Regions from separate parts of the Mus musculus genome. Here all the other regions are linked to region 7. The links are chromatin contacts, called in public HiChIP or PLAC-seq and promoter capture Hi-C maps. All regions are on one chromosome and are shown on one strand. Each heading gives the region's core, a stretch centred on a gene start, on an enhancer-like site or on the middle of the called end of the contact. The rest is flanking DNA. Distances are from core to core; before and after follow the strand shown.

Region 1 (2,991 bases), core at 461-2,960, 380 kb before region 7:
TTTGTTGTTGTTGTTGTTTTGTTTTTCGAGACAGGGTTTCTCTGTATAGCCCTGGCTGTCCTGGAACTCACTTTGTAGACCAGGCTGGCCTCGAACTCAGAAATCTGCCTGTCTCTGCCTCCCAAGTGCTGGGATTAAAGGCGTGCGCCGCCACTGCCCGGCTTCTGGCAGACTTTTAAGTATAACTATTTTAAAGTAATAACCAGCTAGGACATTCTATACTGTGCCTACATTTAGATTATATTTTTTTCCTAACTTGTAACAGAAAGCAGCAAAGAGCTAGAAATTTCAGAAATTATCTTTCCCCCTATGGAATCCTGAAAACTCATATTTAAGCCAGGCATGGTTCTAAATAAAGGTTATGCTTTTACTTCTTGAACTTGTAGGCAACCGCAGGCAGATCTCTGAGTTTGAGGCTAGTGTACAGAGAGTTCCAGGGCAACCAGGGCTATCACACAGAGAAACCCTGTCTGGAAAAACAAACAAAAAAACCCAACTCATATTTAGGTCAAGTAAAAGTGAAGCCTTCAAGGCTCAGTGGGGTTGGGGATAGGGGTAGCGAGGATACAGAACAGTTTATCTGTTTAAAACATGAAGTATTTTTGATTTCACAAAGTTCTTATAACTTTAGCATCTTCTTTTTCGTGGCCAACCTGTCATCTGAAAAGTATTGGTTACAAAGCACTAGGTTTATTAAAACAAAACGTTTGCCAGGTGACACAAACTCCTTTAATCCTAGCACTCAGAAAGCAAGGGACTGCAAGTTCGAGTACAGCATAGTCTGCGGGGCAAGTTCCAGGCCAACCCAAGGCTACACAAGTGAGACACTGTCTCTGAAAAGAAAAAATAAAACTGGGTAAGGATATCATGTACTCTTAACTGTTGGTGTCAATATTCAGCAGCAGTCTTTGCATGTACTTGATCAGCACTGAAACTGCTATAGGTAGGGAGGACTTTGCCAAAAGCCCATTTGGCAGGTTTAACTGTTCTTTCTCCACTGGCCACTAGGTTGCGCTAAAAGATGCAGTGCAACGTGCACGATTTAATTTGTAAAAATAAGGGTTATCACGTGACGAGGCAGAGCATTAATACTTTATTTCACATTAATCTTCTCTCCTTAGTCCTCGCTCCCAAGACCTTTTAGAGCGGAACCCTAACAAATCCCATCTGGCAAGCCTTTCCTTGACTCCATCACAAAAGCTCCCTAGTTCTTCGCCTGGAAGATCCGTTCGACATGGCGTCATCAAACCAGTAGTGAGAACTCCTAAACTGGGGTTCCTGCTAAAAAAAATACGCCGCCAGCCCCCTAGGTAAGACCCTATTTTGAGGTTTATCGGGAGGGGACTGAGCCTGACGAGGCTGCAGGGCCGCGAGGCCCCGCCCCCCCCACTTCCCAGCGTGCCCTGCGCGGAGAAATACGCGGAGGCGAGGGCGGGGCGAAAGAAAAGACTGGGCGAGACTCAGGGAGGGGTGGAGCCAGAAAGGGGAAGGGAGGGACGGGGGAATGGGCGGGGCTACTGGAGGAAGCGACTGGGCGGAGTGGGGACGGGCTGGGAATGGGCGGAGAAAGGGAGCGGCCATAGGGGGCGGAGCAGAGGAAGGGTGTGGTATTATGGAGGAAGAGGTGAGGCAGGGAGGCTCGGAGAGAGGGGCGGGGCTAGTAGTAGAGAAGCGTATCGGTTTTGCGACAGGGGCGGGGCGGGGCGGAAGCGGAAGTGGAGGGAGCGCTTGGCGGCGGCGGCGGGAGCTGCGGAGTCGGGAATCAAAATAAAGGGCCTGGGGGGGGTGGGGGGTAGGCGGCGGTGTCGGAATGTGAGCCAAGAAGGAGCTAGTGGCTGAGGTGAGTCCTCTGTCAGTGCCGGGACTCCACTAGGGCGTACCGGATGCTCTGATCAGCAACGTAGCTGGTCTGGAAACGACGCCTTTTCCCCCCTCAGACTGATGCTTCTGGGATTGAAGGACCGGGACTGGGACTTGCCGAAGGGGCCGTGCGAAAAAGTCGCTCTCCAGTGCTCCCCCGGTCTCTTCCGAGGCGTTTAGTCCCAGCTGGCGCTTGTCTTCCTGCTCGCTCCCCGGCCCTCCAGGTGTCAGTAGCAACCTTCGCAGGATGTGCAAAGTTGGAAAGTTGAGAAAAAGGACAGTTGTGTGGCTGAGTCCCTTATTGTTTTTTTGTTTTTGTTTTAATAGCCACTTTGGATGCAGTTTCAGTTTCAGCCACCTCCCCAATTAATTCTAGCACGAACGTGGTGCTTTCTAGTTGCACTAGTATCTTTTGGACTTTCCAGGATCTTTCTGTTTTGCATACAAGGAAATTGTCAGCTAAATGGTCTTTCTTCACCTTCAGTGAGCTCTACATTTGTCCAGGGTCATTTATTGATATTTGTGAGGCACAGTTGAGTTGGAAGGTTGGGATACCGTATATTCACATACAGTCAATATTGTTATGGAATTTATATTCTATTGGAGAAAAAAGAGTCATTTTAGTTAAAAGGTAGAAGACGAGCAAATACATAGGACTGGGAGTTTGTGGCAGGGGGGAGGTCATTTGGGAAATAATTCATCCTCAGGTATCTCTTGTCACCAAACTACAAATAAATAAGTGAGGGGGTTGCTATGATGATTAGACTCACAAGAGATGGGCCTTATGTTTATAAAGATGACATGCCCACAGCAGCACAGATAGGTGGCCTTCAGAACCAACATGCAGGCAGTACAATGTTGCACACTGCATTCTCAGCCACTGTCTAAGTTGCTCAGAAACTGAGTTTCAGAAAGGAAGACTCTCTCACATTAGAACTTCCCCTGACTGATTCGGCTGCTTAAATGGAATTCCTAGGAATATTTGGGAAATTTTTAGGCTGCAGGCCACTAATGTTTTTCCTTATATTTGTTTGAACTGAGTAATCTGTCTATATATGCCTGCCTGCCTGCCTTGTCTATCTGTCTATCTATCGACAGAGTTTCACTGTGTAACCACAGCTGCTTGGAACT
Region 2 (2,972 bases), core at 104-2,603, 330 kb before region 7:
CCCCCGTTGACCTGCTCTGTGCTCCTGTTCCTTCATGCCTGCCATCCCCTCAGCTAAGACCAGATCCTGTCATCCTGAAGCCCGCTGATCTCATTCAGTTTGAGGAACACCCTCAAGAGCCTTTGGGTAGGTTGCAGCCTATATGGTGGACACTTGTCTGTGGGTCTAACAGATGACTCACGATGCCAGTGTAGGAGGTGCCTGATGAACACAGGAAAAAGCAATACTGTTTCAGGTGTAAAAGTACCTGTGCCGACTATTCAGCCTCTGCCCGCCCTTGTTGGAGTGTCTGCTAATAGGATTTACAAACCTGGTATATCTTACCCGCGTTCTTGCGACCGGCCAGGAAGAACGCAACAAACCGGAATCTTCTGCGGCAAAACTTTATTGCTTACATCTTCAGGAGCAAGAGTGCAAGAGAGCAAGAGCTCTATTGCTTACATCTTTAGGAGCCAGAGCGCAAGAGCGCAAGAGTGCAAGAGCAAAAGCAAGAGAGAGAGTGGCGAAACCCCGTCCCTTTTTAAGGAGAATTATTCTCCGCCTAGGACGTATTACTCCCTGATTGGCTGCAGCCCATCGGCCGAGTTGTCGTCACGGGGAAGGCAGAGCACATGGGGTGGAAAACTACCCTTGGCACATGCGCAGATTATTTGTTTACCACTTAGAACACAGGATGTCAGCGCCATCTTGCAACGGCGAATGTGAGGGCGGCTCCCCACAGGTATAATCTAAAGTTAAGGGGCCAATGTTACTGGGTTGTGGAGGAGCCCTTGAGTAATGAGTCCTGTCCCAGGTCCTCTGAACTTCTGGCCTTCCTACCACGTCTGAGGTTCAGCTGCTCCTTAGGCAACACCTGTCCCCTGCTACACAACATTTACTTAGGTCCCAGTGGATTCTGGCTTTACGAAGCTAGTCTGAGCAAGGTTCTTATGGCTTGAGGTCCCAGATTCCTGTGACCTAAAAAAACAAGAAAAGTGACCTCTTTGGTGGTGGTGGTTGTTTTAAGACAGGATCTCACTGTAGCTTTGGCTAGACTAAAACTTGCTTTGTAGATTATGCTGGTCTCTTGACTCACAGAGATACTTATGCCTCTGCCTCCTGAGTGCTGGAATTAAATGCTGGTCTCTTAACTTCCTAACTTAGTGTTAGCCTGAGGTGAAGTCCATTCAGTTTCTTACCCCTGTATCAGGTGCTGGGGCTGATGGGCCACCACCTCTGCTCTACAGGTTAAGTGACTAAAGCCTTTTGACTGTTTGTCACTCTATCTTTGAGGAGTCCCAGATGCTCTGTGGAAAGCCTTTACTTTCCCCTTTTGTCACTTGAATCTGACTCTTCCCTTTTCTGCCTATACTTCCTTCTCTACTGTTGGCTCGCTTCCACTCTCCGTAGTCTTTGTAAGGCAGTATTTGACACTGCTGGTCCCAGATAGGGCCAGGAGAGTTTGAAGCTGCTTATTACAGGGAAAGAGCCAATAAGAACGTAGGCTCACTGTGAAATGAGGGGTTGGGGATGGTGGAGGTGGAGAGTTGCTTCTTCATGGGGTGTTGGCCTTTATGCACACATACACAGGAGCTCTTCCAAATGCTTGTGACAGAGAAGAACAAGAGTTTGCGGAGCACAGGTTCCTGCCCATCTCAGGAGAAGCTGGGGCAGTGTCATCCCTCTGTCACTATTACTTGGCCTGTAGGGGTTTCTTGCTACACATAGAAGTCATCTAAGACACAGAAGTCTGTCTTTCTCAAACACATGTGGGCTACATGAAATCTAAACTGAAGAAAACAGCTGACCTTCTAAAGTAGCCATGATTCCAAGTGGCTCTTTCCTTGTCTGTCTCTGATGTCAACACCATGGCAAGCATGTGGCCTCTGTAAGAAGAATGGGCAGGCACTCACTAGCGAGCACTAAGGTCCTTCTCTCTGCTGCCTCAGAACAGTCACAGGAAGTTGGTGAGTCTTAGTCACCAGACAGAGGGATGAAGGAGCAGAGCCTGAGGAAGAAAAGCTCCCGTTAGAGGGAGCCACTGTGATGTCTAAAAATTTGCAATCTAAAGAAAAGTGATGTGTCATTTAAAAATATTTTATTTATGTGACATACAATATTCACCATGTAGCCAATACCTAACTGTGGTTTAAGTGTGACCTTTGGTGCTTTGGTTGTTTGGGTTTGGAGTTTTGTTTTTTTTCTAGACAAGGTTTCTCTGAATAACAGCCCCGACTGTCCTGGAACTTGCTCTGTTGACCAGGCTGGCCTTAAACTCACAGAGATCTAACCGCCTCCGCCTCCGCCCCCTAGGTGCTGTTTTATTTTTGTTTTTGTTTTTGTTTGTGTTGAGGTGTTGTCTTGACGTTGTAGCCCAGGCCGGCCTGGCACTGTAGTGATCCTGTCTGGGCTTCCTGAGAGCTGGGCTTACAAGCCACCACCCCTGGCTCTCGTGTGGTTTTGTAAGCTTGTTTTTGTTTTTTAAATACAGATGAACTGAAAACCAGTACTTCTTATGAGCCCTAGAACTAAATCTATTTATGTTTCTGTCTTTCTAGGAGTTTTAGTTTTAAACCAAGAAGAAAAATCAGAAGTTCCACTACCAGTGCAAAAGGGAAACCTGTCCTGTGACTCCTCACCCAGCAGCCCAGCAGCTTCTCCTGCTCCTCCTGGCCCCTCCTCAGAAGCCCCCAGGCCACTTTTCAGCAAGGATGCAGTGGAAAGCCCAGCCAAAAAGCAGCCCAAAAATAGAGTCAAATTGGCAGCCAACTTTTCTTTTGCACCTGTAACCAAGCTTTAACTCCCATTTGAACATGGAATTAAATTAGGATGGGGGAAAACTGTCTGACTCTACACACAAAAATGGGCTTAAAAACCTCATTTTATATCTTGACCCCAGAAGCCACTTTCATTAATGGCACCTAGGGAAATGGTTGGGTTTTTGTTGTTGTTGTTGTTTTTTGTTTGTTTGTTTTTGTTTTTGTTTTATTTTT
Region 3 (3,392 bases), core at 355-2,854, 510 kb before region 7:
TTGGGGAAGCAGCCTCGTCCATCATGTGGAGGGCTCCTCCCCCACCTCTACATCGAGGCAGCCAAGCTGCTGTCCTTGGCTCTGTGTATTGCTGCCCAGTGAGGCTGGGATGGGGTTAGGAATGGGGATGGGGAGGACCAAGATCCAGATGTTTTCAAGTCTGAGAAGCAGGTGAGCTTGGTCCTGGACGGATATGGAAGGGGTCCAGATGGGCTGGGATATGAAAGGCCACACAGCACCCCTGTTGGCTTTGTACACAGTGATCCGTAACTCAGCTCTCCAGAGTGAACATTGGTATTAAACAGTACTGAGCTTGCTAAGGACCCTCACAGGACTCAGTCTTCTGGCCTGCAAAATAGGGCTGGGGCAGGTTTGGCCAGAATCATCCTTGGGTTGGAAGAACCAGCTGCACCTGGGTCTGGAGCTCCTGTCTGAGCACTGGGGTCCCTATACCGCCCCGCGGGCTCAGCGGGAGGCTGCGCGGGACCATATTTAGTCAGGGGGAGCCAGAGCCCCGCTGGTATGCCACGCTGGGAATTCCTGTTTCGAGAATTGCGCCTGGCCTTTTTGGGTTGTCTCCCGCCCAGGCCCAGGAGGGAGGACCAGCCCGGGACCTCGAGGGTCCGCGCGCGGGGAGCGAGGCGTCCCCGGTCTGGCGTGGGGCCAGCTCTGCCTCGACTTCCTTTTATGGCCTGAGTGGTGTGTGTGCAAGGGGGGGGGGAGGGGGAGGGAGAGAGAGAGAGAGAGAGAGAAAGAAACTGACTTTAGGGACATAACAGATGAAATGATAGAGACAGAACAAAAATCGTCACAGGGAAATCAAAGCTAGAGTGTAATGGAGAGTGTGTCAGGTCCGACAAAAGAGACAGGGAGACAGGGACCTAGATCCATACAGGGCTAAGGGAAAGAGATTGAGAAGTATCCCTTGCTGAGGGGGGACAGCTGTGAACTTGCGGGGGACCAGCAAGTACCCCGCATTCTCTTAGGGTCTTAGCACGCATCCTCCAAGTGCCATAATGCACTCTTTCTCCAGCAGCACCCCGCTTTTCAACGATGTTCAGAGAAACCACGTTATTGGTTCCAGGCACCCTGGGATTATATTTAATTTTGGTTGTAGCATGAATGGAACTGCAAAGAACAAGTTAGGAAAAACAAGTTTCCCTTTCTTTTCCCACACATTCCCAGCAGTCACTGGAGGATATGCGGTGACCTGCTTTGCACCTTGCAGAGTTCAAAAAAAAAAAAAAAAAATCACCTTTCCCCTCCCTTTGCTAAACACAACCGCCCTCAGATCTAAGAGGTGGCAGGTGAATGAAGAGGGGATGAAGGAGAGTGGGAGGTATCAAGCCTCCAGTATGTATGAACAGGAAGAGGTTAAAATCCAGCTGGAATGGACCTAGGGGGAGAAATTCTCACGTTTCCCTACAGACTCTGTATACCGGATTCCTTTTCTGTAAGGACCCAGGATCTGGGTGGCTACAGGGAGCGAAGCCTGAGGCTGTGGGTCAGTGCGGCTCTGTTCCTCACCTGCAGGGGGCGCCGCGAAGGGAAGAGGATCCTCCCACTCTCGGACGTCCGACAGCCACCTCCCCTTTCCACTCTCAGATAGCGCTGACTCTATAAAGCCAGGCGTCCGAAGCTTACAGAGAGATTTGGACCATCCCAGCCTGGGATCAGTGCCAGATCCGAGCTCTCCATCCGGTGTCCTCCTGCTAATCCACCCCCGGAGTAGATCTGTAAGTAGAGTTGGTCCCTTAGGGGCAAGCCTGGGTGGTGGGTTTAAGCCTTCTAAAGCATCCTCCTGGGAGTGGGGACTCCAGGGGTCCTGATTGTTATCTCTTATAAGGACAATGGGAAGAAGCCGGGTACAGGATCATTCTAGACCTCCTGTGATTACTCCCCTCCCCCCCCCCACTACCCACCACGTCAAACCAGCATCCCCAGGTTGCCCATGAGCAGAACCACCTGGGAAAGTGGAGTAAGCAATTAAAGATTCTGGTGGCTGGGCCCAATTCCAGGTATTTTAAGACTAGAGTCTAAAAAACAAAATGGTCTACTTAAAAACCAACCAGTGTTTATAGGCTGCACAGTGGACAAATGTGCTGTGGTAGAGCACTGCGGGTCCTGGGTTCAAATCCCAGTATTTGGGATGGTGATCGGAACCCAAGGTTAGTCTGACTAGGTCATGGGATGGATAATCCACTGACCATTGCACAAAGTAACTCAGAAACATGGGTGAAAGTGTTGATAGTTCTGAGCACAGGCTGTGGTGTGTGTGTGTGTGTGTGTGTGTGTGTGTGTGTGTGTGTGTGTGTGTTTTCCATCTACTTAGGTGATTTTGCTGTGGATTGTTACTGGTAGACAAGGCTGCTTATTGTAAGATATGGCTAGTTTCTTTCACTCTGTTCCCTTCCAGACCCCAGACTCTGTGAATTAACAAGGGAGTTCTTCTCCTGGTTGGTTAGGGCCTCAGATGTCCAGGTGGGTGCGGAGGCTCCATTTGCCTCCCCACCCCCAGGTGCACCGAGTGAGCAGGCGCTGGGTTTGGGGCTCCTCAGTGGGAAGGTTACTCTTAGGACAGAGAGAGGAACTAGCAGGAGAAAGTTCTGCGATTCCAGTTCAGAATTGTTTGGAAAGCACCTTTCAAAGTTATGTCTGTCAGAGAACAAAAGAAACCTTTTAGAAAGCCGGGACTAGGCTGTTTAGGTTCTACCTCTAAGAACTGCGAGAAGCCATGGAGCTTGCTGGGAAAGAAGGGACGTCCGGCTGTGTTCAGCACACTGCTCTGCTCCGTTCTGTGTCCTCTGGTGAAGGTTCTTCTCTTGCTCAGTTTACTTCAAGATGCTATTTTAGACTTGACTTAAAGAAAGAGAGCTTGACCATACAGGTCCAAAAGTCTCTCATGGCAAGGAACACCTTCTCTTTTTTGATGTGGTTGATGGCACACTTAACAAGCCAGGTACTTAACAGCACTTCAGTGGAATCAAGTTATTTGAATCATTATATACACTTCATCACGAAGTTGATCATCTTGTCGTGACAGCTCTTTGTCTTTCCTGAAAACCAAAATTTGTTGGACTCCTGTTTCTGGTGGACTCCACCACTTTTTGAAGAAGATTGAAACCTTCTACCAATTTAAACTGACAAAGGCTGTTCCCTAGAGAGAAACAGATGTGGTAGGAGTCCATGAGGCTGGGTGACCCCAAAACACGCCCGTGCTGAGCCACCCTGGAGAAACCTGTGGGTTTGCTTCATAAGCACTATGGACTTTCATTGTTATATCTGAAATAGAGCCTCTCTTCCGTACAAGGTAGTCACTATGGATTTATCATTACTTTTCTGTGAGAGGCTGGGCTGGAGGCAGACATGCCCTTGTATGGTAGTGTTTTCTA
Region 4 (3,168 bases), core at 467-2,966, 410 kb before region 7:
CCAGCCTCCTTATGGCCAGCAAGTTGCTTTTGTTACCCAATGTTGGTTTTCTAAACTGTACTAAAATGTGTTAGCACCTGTATTCACATTCAGGTCAAACAGGGCTGTGCTGACCCAACAAGATCATGTGTTAGGTCACTGAAAATCCACATAACCTTTTGTGATAGCAAAAGCTAGCTTCAAGTAAACTGACCTGTCCCCCTTTCTGTCCACTTTCCTCTCTTGCCCAAGGCTGCATGCTATATATCTAGCCTTTCCAGTAAAATCAGCCACTTGGATAGCCAGGATGGGTGGGACATGCAGAGGCTGAAAGCTGGAGTAGTGAAGATTCAGGGCTGTCCTGCCCACTAGAACAAAAATGTACCTCAGATTAACAATTTTTCAACTATTCATTTGAACATCTACTTTGTGTTCTGCATCATGTGACCATGATGAGGAAAATACACTCAAATTAGACACCATCTCTCTACCATGGGGGAATCTCAGAGCAGGAAGCTACACACCAGCAGATGGCGCTGTGTCACCCTTCAACTAAAGCTTGTACTCTGAGAAACTCTCCCTCTCCACTTTGAAAACCTAAAATCATGCCTTTTTTTTATTCCTGTGGGAAATTATAGATAAAACAGCACTAGGCCTGCTGTTTTATCTATAATTTTACAACCTTCTACCTGATGACACCAGGCCTGTGCGCTACCCTACACCTGTTTTGGCCTTTTTCTTTTCCCAACCCAACACAAGACCAGAATCCTATTTTAATATTTTAAAACCAATAATCCCATGCCAAATGAATAGATAGGACTCACCCTGAATTTGTTTGTGACTCGTTCATGTTGAGTGTGTGTTTGATCTCACCTTGATCTTGCCTCTTCCAATCACTGGGAGATTTTCTTACTAAAGACAAGTGTATTTTCTGTTTCAAACCCATAGGAGAGGAAACGAGGCTTCATTTGTTCCTTCCAGAAGGGCTGGGGGCCGTAGAGTTATTGAAAACACAGATGGTTCTGAAGAAGAAATGGACGCTCGGGACTCAGACTTCAATGGAACCAAAGCCAGTGAATAAATTCAGGATTGGACACCATGTCAGGGAAAACAGAACACTAAACGACAGCAGAGCCCAGCAGACTGCTTAGCACTTGTGTCCATTCGTTCTCAAGTCACAGAAATCACTCCACCCCTCACCAGGAGTCAACCACAGCCCTGCACAAAGGGTGTGAATTCAAGTTCTTAGATGGGCTATCAGAGAAAAATCCAAATAAGACGTACAGGTCAGGAGCCACAGTCACCAGCAACTTTGTTTACATGAAATGAGGAAGTTACATGAATGGGTGCCACAGCCCCCAACCCACTCCCAACCTTTCCCTGACCTGCCTGACCTTCCAGTTTGGGAGGAAATCCCGTTTGAAAATTCCCTTCCCTTTCCTGCCTGCCACACCTCAGACACACAGTTCACTTCGCCCAAGTGACTTTTTTAGTCATCTGAATTAAAAAAAGAAACACTGCTCCCAGAGCGAGCGGAGCAGAGCAATCACACTTATTTGCACCCATGGTCACTTTCACTAATAAAAGGTTGTAAGTCACGAGAAAGGAGTTGGCTCTTCTGTCCAGCTGTTGTCTTGGCAACTCGTTTAATCCTCTCAGTGATCCCACTACAAGAAAGTGTACACGAAGCCCAAATGAATTCTGTGTTTAGAACTGGGCCCTGTGTCCAAGCTGCACAAAGATCGCAGCATCCCCCAAACACAAAGTCCATGGTACTTCTGGACCCAAGCCTTTTGAGGGCAGCACATTCAACCAATATTTTAAGTACAAAGTTTCTTTCATCTGTTTAAATTGCAATACAGTATTTTGGCCTAGCAGAGGGGGTCAGCAGGACACCTCTATTAAGGCCAGACATGCAGTATTTAGGACTGCTGCTCACTACCCACAGTGCAGGCCTGATGACCTGAGTTTGATCCTTGGAATTCACATAAAGTTAGGTGTACTCTGACCACTACATGAGTGTTGGGGCATATACTCTCTCACGCACAAATAATGGACTTAAATACTTCAGATTTGTAGACCACATCTGCCTCTATAACACATTCATCTTCAAACAAAATGCGCAAAACCATTAAAAACAAAACAAAAAGCAAAAACCACTTAGGGCATGGTGGCCCATGTCCATAATCCTTGGGCTTGGAAGGCTGAGGCAGGGCTGACCATAACTCCAAGGCTATCTCACCCTACCCCCAACAACCATTTAAGAAAAGTGTTCTTAGCATGAAAACCCTACAGAAGCAGGCCAGGGCCCTTTAATTCTCCAACTACAGTGCTTAAGGGAGACAGGGAGACATGCTTGGCAAAAGTTCTAGCCATGCAAACTTTCCTAAAGCCCGACTCAACAGATTTAAAAAAAAAAGATAGGAAATACTGAAAAGCTGAAAAGCCAATCAATCCCCTGCCGATTGCTGCTATAGCTGGAATGACTGACAAACATTTCCCTGACATCACTGCTGAAAAGCTGACTTCAATAGAGATTTTTACAAATCAGATTCAGTGTGCAAGGTGCTTGCTTTGCAAGTATGAGGCTTTGAGTTCAGAGCCACAAAACCCAAATAAAAGCTGGGCATGGCGGCACACTTCTGTAACCCCACCCTGGAGGAAAACCTAACCTAACGGTGGATACAGGCTTAAAACTAAAGTGGAAAGAAGACAGACAGCACCCTCATAAAGGCAGAGGGGAGGGAGGAGATGGGGGCTGTGAGATGGGGGGGCTTGTGGAAGGGTAACTGGGAAGTGGGATATCATGAGATGTAAATGAATGGAATAAAAAAGGGGGAGGAGACACTAAACATCAATCTCTGTGCATATGTGTGCAAACCTGTTTATTTACATACGCCACACATACAACTGTTTACTTACATACACCACGCATACAGTTGTTTACTTACATATACCACACATACAGTTGTTTACTTACATATACCACACATACAGTTGTTTACTTACATACACCACACAGTTGTTTACTTACATACACCACACATACAGTTGTTTACTTACATACACCACACATACAATTGTTTACTTACATACACCACACATACAATTGAGGGAGACACCAGATGTTGGCTTGATTCCCATACATGTGTACTCGTTTCTACAAATCCACACAAACAACTACATATA
Region 5 (3,390 bases), core at 218-2,717, 260 kb after region 7:
AAATGCTGTCCTTTATAAGAATTGTCTTGGTCATGGTGTCTGTTCACAGCAGTAAAACCCTAACTTAGACACAGGGGAAGCGAAGCCCCTGAGCTGGATAGGTTTAGAGTAGGGAATGAGGTGAGAGAGGCAGAGAGGAACCGCAGGTACTGAGTGAGCCTGCAGCCACCATGCACGTCAGCATATTAATTAGGCACCATGGTTAGCCATTTGTCCTGAGTTTCTTTAGGACCTAACAGGTTTTGTATTTATATATTGAGAAGGGTCTTGTTATGTAGCCCAGGCTAGAAGTGAGTTCAAAGGCTCCTAACACAAGGAAATGATGAATGCTTATGCTCCCTACCCAACTCTGATGAAGGCCAACACTGTATACATTCGTAGAAAAACTCATCACACTGTTCTGATAAGCATATATAATTAAAGTCAGCCAAATGTGTCAGCACACGCTTGTTATCTCTGCATTGGAGGGAGGAGGCAGGAGGATCAGCAGCACCCTGGGTTATATGGTGGGACTCTGTGTCAAAAACAAATAAACAAGGGGCTGGGGAAATGGCTCAGATGTAAAGTACTTGCCACACAAGCAATAGGATCCGAGTTCAATCCCCAGCATCCACAGAGAAGCCGGTAATCCAAGAGCCGAGGAAGTAGACCCAGGCAATCCTCGCTGGCCGGCTTGTAAGTCTAGGCAATTGGTGAGTCGAGTTCAGCAAGAGACGCTTGATGAAGACACCTGACAGCGATCTCTGGCTTCCACACTCATACAAGCATACACACATTTCTCCACAATTCCCACAGCACCCCACGCCTCAAATCAGTTAAAGATGTTAAGGACAATCGTGGAGAAGGCAGGACAGAGCAGAATGATAACACGATTCACTAAGACCTCCACCACTGAGGCAGAGGCAGGGCCAGCGTCTTTGAAGCTGCTTATTCTTAGGGTGTGGCCCAGATCCCGACACATCAGTGTCACCTGAGAACTACTCAGAAAGGCACATTCTTGGGCCCCACTCCAGGTCGACTGACTCACAGCTCCAGGGATGCAGCCCAGCAGTCTGCAGACACAGCCTCCTGGGGATTCTGGTGCCCACAAGAGCTTGGAAGTCCCTGAAAGTCCCACAGTTGTTCAGGGTCAAATCTGTGTCTAAGTCTTGTTGACATCAGGAGTCTGCACTCTGAAATGGACAGTGCCTTAGGTTTGAACAAGCTGGGCCACGTGGAAAATGAGTCTTTCACGTACAGGAGTCCAACTCTAAGACGCTCTTGTCACTCACACTGAGAGCCTCATTGATGTGACAGGAGCTGTATTGTCATTATTACTACCGTCCCCAAAAGGAGAAAGGAAAGCTAACAGCAGTTTACAGCATCACTCAGTCGCTGTCTGACAAGAAGTCTGGAAGACACCGAGTTACTTAGGCGATGGGAGAACTTTTCGGATTGCTGCATTTGTTGTTGTTCTGGAACCTTCTAAAGCTCACTCTGAGTACCTCCAGAACTAGCTTTCTCCCTGACAAACTAAAGGAAGTTTTGGCCCCTTGACGTCTTTGTGAGGTTGGCAATCCCCCTGGTCAACCAGAGAACCAACAGGTTTGTTGTTTTTTTACTCCATCTGTTTTGATTCAACTATAAGGGATAGTTTCTAGAACATTCAGACTTCAGGCATCTCTTTGTAAAGTGTCTCAGTTGAATGTCATCTTGCCTATGATCCTTGTGTAAAGAACTTCCAACTCCTGGTTTCAATGACAGGTGGGCCTCAGCCATTTAGAAGGGCCAGGGATTGGAAGGGACCAGGGGCACGGGAGGGGGTTCTGGGACTCTATTTTACTCATGGTTGGGACTACAGTTTAGGATCTAGACTGGCACACTGGAGCTAAGCTTAGCTTCCCCGGATAGTGAAAGCTGTACCAGAGGCCAGGGCTGAGGGTGAAATGAGGCTCCTGCCCAGCCGGGCGCCCTGGGGAGAGCCTCCTATCTGGAACAGAAAATACTCCAAATATTTCCTTTTGGGAATGGGGAGGATAAACCAGATGAAATGTGAAGAGGTGTCTGAAGGCTGGAGGAAACTAGCAGGCCCTTCCAGAACTTCTATTTGCGGTGAGAAACCTTGGCATGGGGCAGCCAGCTCTACTGCAAAAATAGACCAGTGTGCCGAGAAACAGCTCAATTCTGGAAGCAAACGTTCCTCTGCAGGAAAGAGCTTCTCTCCCTCTGCTTCATTCTGCTCTGTACCACAAAGAAGAAGGAGAAAGATAAGCATTTGCTTGTATGCAATGTGTGTGTTTGTGTTTGTGTGCGTGTGCGTGTGTGTGTGTGTGTGTGTGTGCACATGACCATACGCACGTGGTCAACCTTGGGTGTAAATTTCCTTGGGTGCTACCTACAGATTTTTGGTTTTCGTTTGATTGTTTCTGAGACAGGGTCTCCTACTGAGACCTGGTGCTCACCAGGTTGGGTAGGCTGGCCAAGGAGCTTCTGAGATCCTTCTGTCACACCCAGTGTTGGGGTCACACCCTGATTTTTGCATGGGCTTGGGGGATCAAGCTTAGGTCCTCATGCTCGAATGGCAAATGCTTTACTTCCTGGGGCATCTCCTCAGTGCCCAGAGAAGCATTTTAAGAAAAACTGGAGTGTCTATGCAGAGTCATGGCTTCTCTATCAGAACCAAAGCCATTAAAAGAGACATGGGGCAAAAAGATTTGAGATCACTGCCTGGACATCCCGAGTCTCACAATCCACCAGCTGCTATGACACAGTGGAGCATCAGCTCTGCTTTCTGTTCATTTCCTTTTGCTTCTATAAAGGTGAGATGACAATGAAAATAAGGCCCAGTGTACAGCAAAAGGGATGTAGCAAGACAGAAGTGACTGTGACTCAGATGTTATCAAAGACAAGATGAAGCCTGCCTGAGAACCCTCCTCTTAAACAGCAGGTCAGTAAGGTGTGACAGTACTGTAGAAAAAAACCACAAGAGCAGGTGTAATCCTGAGGGCATACTCATTCTGGACTCTGAGGGGCTCAAAGGGCTCTTCTCTATACAAAGCCATTCTCTTTCAGGAGCCCAGACCCTGAGCAGGGAGAGAGTCAGGTCCCAGATGGAGATGCTGATCAACTTCATAGCATCACCATGGAGCCAGATCTGGAAATTCTCTAGGGGTTGCTGAACAACCCTGTCATCCCTACCTGACCTCAGCCGCCGAGTCCCTGTGAACACTGTCCGCAAGCAATCATCCCGGCGGGGGGGCTTTGTTCTGCAGTCCAAGCCACCTGGAGAAGAACGTGTAAGGTGGAAGTATGGAGAAAGATGGCTCACAGATACAGGAAAGCTGCAGAGGGAGCCGAGTCAGTTCCAGTGTTCATACAGGGGCAGACTATGGCAACTACAGCCTAAAATGG
Region 6 (3,233 bases), core at 489-2,988, 350 kb before region 7:
TTTTTATTGGAAGTAGTGTCTTATATAACCAAGGCTTGTCATAAATTCATAATCCTCTTGCTTCAGCCTCCTCTGCCTCAATGCTGAGATTAATTTAAGGACATTTGCCGCTATACTCGCTCTATTTAGGCTTTTTTAAAAAAATAATTTATTTGTATTTATGTTCATTGGTGTTTTCCCTGCATGTATGTCTGTGTGAGGGTGTTAGAAACTCTGAAACTGGACTTACAGACAATTGTGAGCTGTCATGTGGGTGCTGGGAATTGAACCTGGGTTCTCTGGAAGAACAGCAGCCTGTGTTCTTACTGCTGAGCCATCTCTGCAACACCCTTTTCCAGATAAGCTTTTTTTCTTGTGTAAGCACTTTTTAAAAACCTGATGGAGCAGACCTGTTATAGCATTGAAGAGACCGACAGGAATATTGCTGTGAATGTAGTCTTCATAGGCTGGCCCAGTCCTGCTGGGGCTATAATGAGGTAGGTGGATAGATCTGGTTCTTCCTCAGTTTCCTGTCCTGTTCAAGTGACGGTTTCCCATAGCTTTCCGGGTAAAATTTCAGCTCTACTGTTGGTTAATTCCATTCTCGTGGGCTACCTTCCTAGTGCTTATCTGCACTGTGTCTGTGGGGAAATATGATGAGCAAGTTACAAATGGATCTTTGAAATACAGCCAGTGTAGTCTGGAAAGTCCTTGTTCGTCTTCACTTCTACCATCACCCTAGAGTGCTTTGTGGGGATTTTGTTGTTTTTTTTTTCTTTTTGAGAATTAGGGCAAATGGTTTGCCTCTCTGTGGTAAGTGGGAGGGTCTGGTCGTGTGGTTCTGTGGTGCCTGTGCGTAGAAGCTGAAACTTGAAACTGCTGCTTGCCTCTGCACAGTGATCCTGAGCTAAGAACACAAAAAAGCCTTTGAGCCAGTGAACCCATGCCTAAGGCCTCATGGTGTTTTGTTTTGTTTTTTTTGTTTTTGTTTTTGTTTTTCTTTTCTAGACCCTTGGCTTCTTCGTTCTAAAAGTCCTGTGAGAAATCCCCAGCTGATTCAGTTCAGCAGAGAGGTCATTGATTTACTGAAGACCCAGCCATCGTGTATACTACCCGTCAGCAATTTCATCCCTTCATACCATCACCACTTTGGAAAGCAGTGCAGGGTTTCAGACTATGGTTATTCCAAGCTGATTGAACTCCTAGAAGCTGTGCCTCATGTGTTGCAGGTAAAGGGTACAAGAGGTTGCTTGTTTAAAGAAACGAGTGTTCTTCTGTGACCTCAGCTGCCACAGCCAAATACTCAGACATTCTGAGCTAAACTTCCTGTAAGAGCTTGCTTCAAAATGCAGGAACCCTCTCAGGTGTTCAAGAAACTACAAATTTCCAACCTAAAAGAATTCCTTAGAGGCCTGTGTGCATTTTCCTTCTAGTCTCTAGGGGCTAACACTTGCTTTCCAGCAGTGTTCTCTAGTATGCTCATTATTGCAGGGGGTTGCTATGAGCATAATGCACTTACAAGTTGGTACCTACCAGGGTGTTAAGTGCTCTACCTTTCATGAGTTGGACATTAGTCACTTGATTAGGGTTTATTGTATCCTATCTAGACTGCCTATAACTTCCCTGAAGACAGTGTTTTAATAATTTCCTACTTGTTAAAAAGGCCTGAAAAACTTAATCTGTCTTTTAGAGATGAAATTAGTCATCTAGACTGGACATGTGCACTTCCTCTTTGTGCTCATGATCTTTTGAGATAATGGCACTTTGAAATAAGCAAACAAATGATCTTGGCCCCAGACAGTTGTGTCATTGTTCTTTTTAACTGTACATACTGAATTGTGTCCATTTCAAATTGTGGGCATTATATTTGAGGGAGATAGCTTGAGATTAACAAGAGCAAGAAAGACAGAGACAAGGTTGACACAAGAACGTATCTTTTGAGGTTTTCATAGTATAAGTAATTAGAACATTTCATTTTCAGATTCTTGGTATGGGCTCCAAGCGTCTGATGACCCTTACTCACAGGGCCCAGGTGAAGCGCTTTACTCAGGATTTACTAAAACTTCTTAAGTCCCAGGCCAGCAAGCAGGTCATCGTGAGAGACTTTTCACAGGCTTATCATTGGTGAGTTGATGGGATACTTTAAAAAAGAAAAGCAGTCTTTTGTAAAGCTTGTTACTGTGGCAGTGATTTTACTCATTCTTTGCCCATTTCCCATGTTAAAACATAGGTGTTTCTCAAAGGACTGGGATGTCACGGAATATGGTGTTTGTGACTTGATTGATATAATATCAGAGATCCCAGACACAACTATTTGCTTGTCCCAACAAGATGACGACATGGTCATTTGTATCCGAAAAAGAGGTATATGGAGGGATGTTGTCTACCTCAGTGGTGCTATTGTTTGTACTTTTGAGACCTGACTTCACTGTATAGCTCAGGCTTGCAGTAGTACTCTGACCTCAGTCTCCTAAGTGTTGGGATTGTGGGCATGAGTCTAGTCAGTGTTTACTTTTAAATGGAAGAGTTATTTTAATTGTGTATGTGTGTGTGTGGAGGGGGGGTGCACTTTCTTTTCTCTTTCCATAGCTCTTAATGGTTCCTTTGAAAGTGTAGTTTGTAACATTACCTGTGTTCTCTGGAAGAAGGGAAGCCATGTGCCCTGTAAGAACACACTGGTTAGTGGGGCACCTTTAATCTCAGCACTTGGGAGGCAGAGGCAGGCTGATCTCTGTGAGTTCAAGGCCAGCCTGGTCTACAGAGTGAGTTCCAGGACAGCCAAAGCTATACAGAGAAACCCTGTCTCGAGGGAAGAGAAGGCAGGCAGGCAGGCAGGCAAAGAATCTACTCAAAGGGGAGAAGCTCTAACCAGGGTTTTGTTAAATGCTTCCCAGCTATGTGCATGTTTCTAGTGCCCGTTATCTGATGGAGAATCCAATTTAGCTCTGAGAATTATTTCACCATGCATATTTTAGAAGAAAACAAACACAGAGGAATGTGGCATTTGTCTTTCCAGTTGTAGTTCAGTCAAGTCTGGGAGATACCCTTTAATGCCAGAGAGAGGGTCTCTGTGTCCCTGAGGTCACAAGCTTCCGGAGTTAAAACTAGTAGTATCCTTTTTTAATCAATTTAAAATGAACAGATGTGAAGATCAGTATTTAAGTACTTTTTTGTTTTGTTACAGTTTTGATGCCTAGTAACTCCTTTCTGCTGATAACTTTTAACTGGAGATCAAATGAATAAGCAAACACATG
Region 7 (2,957 bases), core at 453-2,952:
TGCCTTCACATGCCGGGATTAAAGACACAAGCCTCCAAGCCCAGTGTAAAATTTATTTTTAGGCTATGTAGGAGCTCAACTAGACCTGTTTTCCTGGTGTGGATAAGGTCCTAGTTCCAATCCCCACCACTGAGAAACCTAAATAAACGTACACACAAATGCTAAAGTTCATCTTATTCTCTTTACTGTCTTGGGGGGGGGGTTGTACTCAGGAGGAGGAACCCAAAGTCTTGATAATTTGCTCTTCGGTTTAATGCCTTTTAAACTCTGACTAAGCAAAGTCAAACCCCACCTCCTCGTACCTTTTTGTATTTCAGTAAGACTTCTGTCACAGTTCCGCCAAACCGAACAGTTTTTTTCGGAGGAGAATTGAAGAAATCGCTCTCTAACGCGAGCATATCGGAAAGCCTGAAGAACCAGGAAGACCAGTTATCAAATTCATGACAGAGAATGACGGCAGGGAGCATGGCTGAGCCAACATCATTTTGTGTGATGAGGCTTAAGTTTCTCAAATGATATCCCTCCTTCCAACCTTCTCTCCCAGGAAGCCACTCTTCCCTCAGTAAATCTGTCTCAGAAGCTGTGGCAGAATCCAACCTAGGCTACATAATGAGATCTTATTAAGAGTAAGGGAAGGAAAAGAAACTCCATATTCCCACATTAACCCTGTAAGATCCTGTTTAACCAGCCACCTTTCCTAACCCTGATCTCATGATACAATCATTTGTTAAAAGCGTGATGTCCTTTCTATTCCTCAAATTTGTCAAGCTGATTCCCATTTCACCTGCTACTCGCTGTTAGAAACACTCTTCCCAAGGTTGGAGTTCAAATGTCAGAGGCCCTCTCCACCAGAACCTCATACACTCACGCTTTATCCTGGAACGTTGTAGTTCTTCATAGCATTTACTGATACCTGAAACTATCTTATCCATGTATTGCCGCCGCCCCCCCACCCCACTGCCCCGCCTCCGGCTCTGCTGGGTATGGGTTAGTGTCTGGATAAGCTGCTGTCCCCAGTGCCTTAACACAGAGTATACACACTTTATTAACAATTGTCAGTACTATGCTAAGTGCTTTACAAGGTTTACTTCGTTTAAACAAGAGAATCAGACAAAATCTAAAGGTTAGATTCCAAATGTTTTATAGGGATAGGTATTTTAAAATGTTGGGCAAAAAGGACTGCTTATATAATATACGGTTCCACTATGCTACTGCTTGCTTCTACAGAAACAAATTTCAAACAAAATTTTTGGAATTCGATAGGTCACCAGTGACAGCTTTCCCCTAGATATCCAAAACCCTGGAAATGCCGCCCATGTCTTGGCCAAGAGAGGGAAGAGGAAAGGCACGGAAGATTAGCCTAGAGTCCCACAAGGGTGCCCCAAGAGTGAGTGGGAAACAATGGAACAGACAAGGCTCGCCCGGGCAGAGGGGACCCGAGGGAACCAGAGGCTCCTGCGTGCCCGAGCCGAGCCCGCACGCCCGGCCCCCTCGGCACATGCGGAGAGCTCTCAGCGGGCTCGAGCCCCGCACCCGCAGGCGGAGGCCGCCCGGATCTTACCCAGTCCGCGACGCACTCAGCGTGGCAGAGGCCGCTGCCGTCACATCGCCCGACAAGCGCGTGTGAAGCAGCGGGGCCGCCATTCGGCCTGAACTGAGCGAACGCCCGGCCTTGCGCCGGAAGCCACGACCTACCCGCCCCGGAAGTGGCGCTGCAGAAGGCAGCCCCTTGCGGGACGCGGCCCACGTGAGCAGAGCGTAAGGATCGCAGCAAGAAGGCGGGTAGGCTTGCGTCTGACCTTAACCGGCCTGAAGCTTTCCTAGAAATAGGCTGGCACAGCTTGGCGGGGCAATCGGTGGCCGCATTCCTCAGAAACTCCTTCAAAAAGAAGCTTGTCTTAGAGGCGTGTGCACGTGACCTTGGCGCTCAGGAGGTGGAGGCGGGAGGATAAAAGGAGTTCAAAGCGGGTTTCCTTCTGGGAAGTGAGTGGAGGAGGAAGGTCAGCTGGGTGCTTTCTCTGCCTCTCTGACCTAGCAGGCTTGCACCCCAGCATCTGGCCCCTGAGTCTTCATTGGTAAAATCGAACGGCTGGGATTTTTTTGGTTTTCAAACAACATGTTGGCTCTCTTAACTTTTGGCAAGACTCCGAGGGACACTGAGAGATCACTCCTGCTGAGGACAACCTGAGAAGCCATCAGATTTGGTCCCGTGCATCAAGCCAGAAGCAGCCACAGGGATGGCTGTGTTTCTCATGACCCCACACAAGAAGACCACCATCTTCACTGAGGCCAAGGAGTCAAGCTTGGTGTTGGCACTCAAGCGCATCATTGAGGGCATCATGAAGAGGCCTCCTGAGGAGAGCTGCTGTTCAAGGACAACCAGCTCCTTGATGAGAAAACTCTGGGGGAATGTGGCTTCACTAGTCAGGTAGCAAAGCCACAGGCCCCAGCCACAGTGGGCCTGGCCTTCAGAGCAGAAGATGCCTTTGAAGGCCTGCCTATCTACCCCAATTCTTGTCCTCCAGAACTTCCAGGTGTGATGAAGGATTCTGGAAATAGTGCTAAGGAACAAGTTGTACAGTGAGGGCCCCAGGCCCACCTCCTAGAGATCCATTCCTCCCCCACCACCACCACCACCAAAAAAAGGGAGTTCAAAGCCAATGGGTAACTATTAGGACCTGGGTTACTCAGGTAAAGAGCCCGGTTTAATGTTAGTAATACAGGCACTGGAGAGGTGGAAATAGAAGGATCCTGTATATCATTTTAGACACATTTTCACACCTTACTCTGTGTGAAACACATATTACACAGTGACCTAGCCAGAAGTGTGGAGACTGGTAAAAAGCCAGAGGGGAGAGTTGGACCGATGTTACCATGGGTAAGAGAACCCAGGCTGGGGAGCTGGGCATGATGGTACATACCTTTAATCTCAGCACAAACAGGCAGATCTCTGAATC

The links. Promoter capture Hi-C pulls out the DNA fragments that hold promoters and counts their contacts. HiChIP or PLAC-seq counts read pairs in DNA pulled down with a chosen protein or histone mark.
Region 1: a contact with region 7 is called in an H3K27ac HiChIP or PLAC-seq map of extraembryonic endoderm stem cells, with 5 times the contacts expected there. The contact joins the promoter of Marf1 here to the promoter of Rrn3 in region 7. A contact is called at or near these places in 13 of 39 promoter capture datasets (the 3T3-L1 cell line, the C10 cell line, cranial neural crest and 8 more), 1 of 15 datasets of contacts at CTCF or cohesin (large pre-B cells), 9 of 484 Hi-C or Micro-C datasets (CD4 T cells, CD8 T cells, the HPC-7 cell line and 6 more), 26 of 115 datasets of contacts at active chromatin or transcription factors (the 230-238 cell line, CD8 T cells, the NIH/3T3 cell line and 15 more) and 4 of 9 other capture datasets (adipose tissue, embryonic stem cells, liver and 1 more).
Region 2: an H3K27ac HiChIP or PLAC-seq map of microglia shows a contact between it and region 7, with 5 times the contacts expected there. The contact joins the enhancer-like site here to the promoter of Rrn3 in region 7. A contact is called at or near these places in 6 of 39 promoter capture datasets (cranial neural crest, frontonasal cranial neural crest, liver and 3 more), 1 of 484 Hi-C or Micro-C datasets (the STO cell line), 3 of 115 datasets of contacts at active chromatin or transcription factors (embryonic stem cells, microglia and stem cell-derived neural progenitor cells) and 1 of 9 other capture datasets (liver).
Region 3: a contact with region 7 is called in a promoter capture Hi-C map of pre-B cells, with 4 times the contacts expected there. The contact joins the promoter of Myh11 here to the promoter of Rrn3 in region 7. A contact is called at or near these places in 2 of 39 promoter capture datasets (cranial neural crest and pre-B cells) and 2 of 9 other capture datasets (adipose tissue and liver).
Region 4: a contact with region 7 is called in a promoter capture Hi-C map of liver, with 2.5 times the contacts expected there. The contact joins the enhancer-like site here to the promoter of Rrn3 in region 7. A contact is called at or near these places in 5 of 39 promoter capture datasets (the C10 cell line, cranial neural crest, liver and 2 more), 1 of 484 Hi-C or Micro-C datasets (bone marrow-derived macrophages), 2 of 115 datasets of contacts at active chromatin or transcription factors (both in bone marrow-derived macrophages) and 2 of 9 other capture datasets (adipose tissue and liver).
Region 5: a promoter capture Hi-C map of embryonic stem cells shows a contact between it and region 7, with 3 times the contacts expected there. The contact joins the promoter of 2310015D24Rik here to the promoter of Rrn3 in region 7. A contact is called at or near these places in 9 of 39 promoter capture datasets (the 3T3-L1 cell line, 3T3-L1-derived adipocytes, the HPC-7 cell line and 4 more) and 1 of 115 datasets of contacts at active chromatin or transcription factors (pancreatic cancer cells).
Region 6: a contact with region 7 is called in a promoter capture Hi-C map of the HPC-7 cell line. The contact joins the enhancer-like site here to the promoter of Rrn3 in region 7. A contact is called at or near these places in 9 of 39 promoter capture datasets (the C10 cell line, the HPC-7 cell line, cranial neural crest and 6 more), 8 of 484 Hi-C or Micro-C datasets (the HPC-7 cell line, the STO cell line, cortical neurons and 5 more), 5 of 115 datasets of contacts at active chromatin or transcription factors (bone marrow-derived macrophages, embryonic stem cells, neural tube and 1 more) and 1 of 9 other capture datasets (adipose tissue).

What each region holds. Positions count from the first base shown.
Region 1 is chr16:14,157,993-14,160,983 of GRCm38.p6, reverse strand. It overlaps Marf1 (meiosis regulator and mRNA stability 1), which reads left to right and starts at 1,710. Exons shown (of 27, transcript NM_001081154.2): 1 at 1,710-1,840. It overlaps Mir484 (microRNA 484), which reads right to left and starts at 1,358; the gene lies at 1,292-1,358.
Region 2 is chr16:14,111,337-14,114,308 of GRCm38.p6, reverse strand. It overlaps Marf1 (meiosis regulator and mRNA stability 1), which reads left to right. Exons shown (of 27, transcript NM_001081154.2): 26 at 1-126; 27 at 2,538-2,972. The coding sequence ends at 2,779. Among named protein-coding and RNA genes, the nearest start is that of Marf1, 46 kb to the left of the region's middle. Within about 2 kb of position 1,353, at least 54 of the 459 cell types and tissues checked have an H3K27ac peak or open chromatin away from gene starts, as enhancers often do. A contact at or near this core is called in microglia, where this site is marked.
Region 3 is chr16:14,289,620-14,293,011 of GRCm38.p6, reverse strand. Myh11 (myosin, heavy polypeptide 11, smooth muscle) reads left to right here and starts at 1,604. Exons shown (of 41, transcript NM_001161775.1): 1 at 1,604-1,736.
Region 4 is chr16:14,192,944-14,196,111 of GRCm38.p6, reverse strand. Myh11 (myosin, heavy polypeptide 11, smooth muscle) reads left to right here. Exons shown (of 41, transcript NM_001161775.1): 41 at 928-1,585. The coding sequence ends at 1,060. Among named protein-coding and RNA genes, the nearest start is that of Nde1, 31 kb to the right of the region's middle. Within about 2 kb of position 1,716, at least 17 of the 459 cell types and tissues checked have an H3K27ac peak or open chromatin away from gene starts, as enhancers often do. A contact at or near this core is called in liver, where this site is marked.
Region 5 is chr16:13,519,184-13,522,573 of GRCm38.p6, reverse strand. 2310015D24Rik (RIKEN cDNA 2310015D24 gene) reads left to right here and starts at 1,467. Exons shown (of 4, transcript NR_160674.1): 1 at 1,467-1,584; 2 at 2,799-2,926; 3 at 3,052-3,389.
Region 6 is chr16:14,127,621-14,130,853 of GRCm38.p6, reverse strand. It overlaps Marf1 (meiosis regulator and mRNA stability 1), which reads left to right. Exons shown (of 27, transcript NM_001081154.2): 17 at 988-1,208; 18 at 1,961-2,103; 19 at 2,210-2,343. Among named protein-coding and RNA genes, the nearest start is that of Marf1, 30 kb to the left of the region's middle. Within about 2 kb of position 1,738, at least 22 of the 459 cell types and tissues checked have an H3K27ac peak or open chromatin away from gene starts, as enhancers often do. A contact at or near this core is called in the HPC-7 cell line and bone marrow-derived macrophages, where this site is marked.
Region 7 is chr16:13,779,444-13,782,400 of GRCm38.p6, reverse strand. Rrn3 (RRN3 RNA polymerase I transcription factor homolog (yeast)) reads right to left here and starts at 1,702. Exons shown (of 18, transcript NM_001039521.1): 1 at 1,562-1,702; 2 at 303-408. The coding sequence starts at 1,644. It also overlaps the pseudogene Gm6354.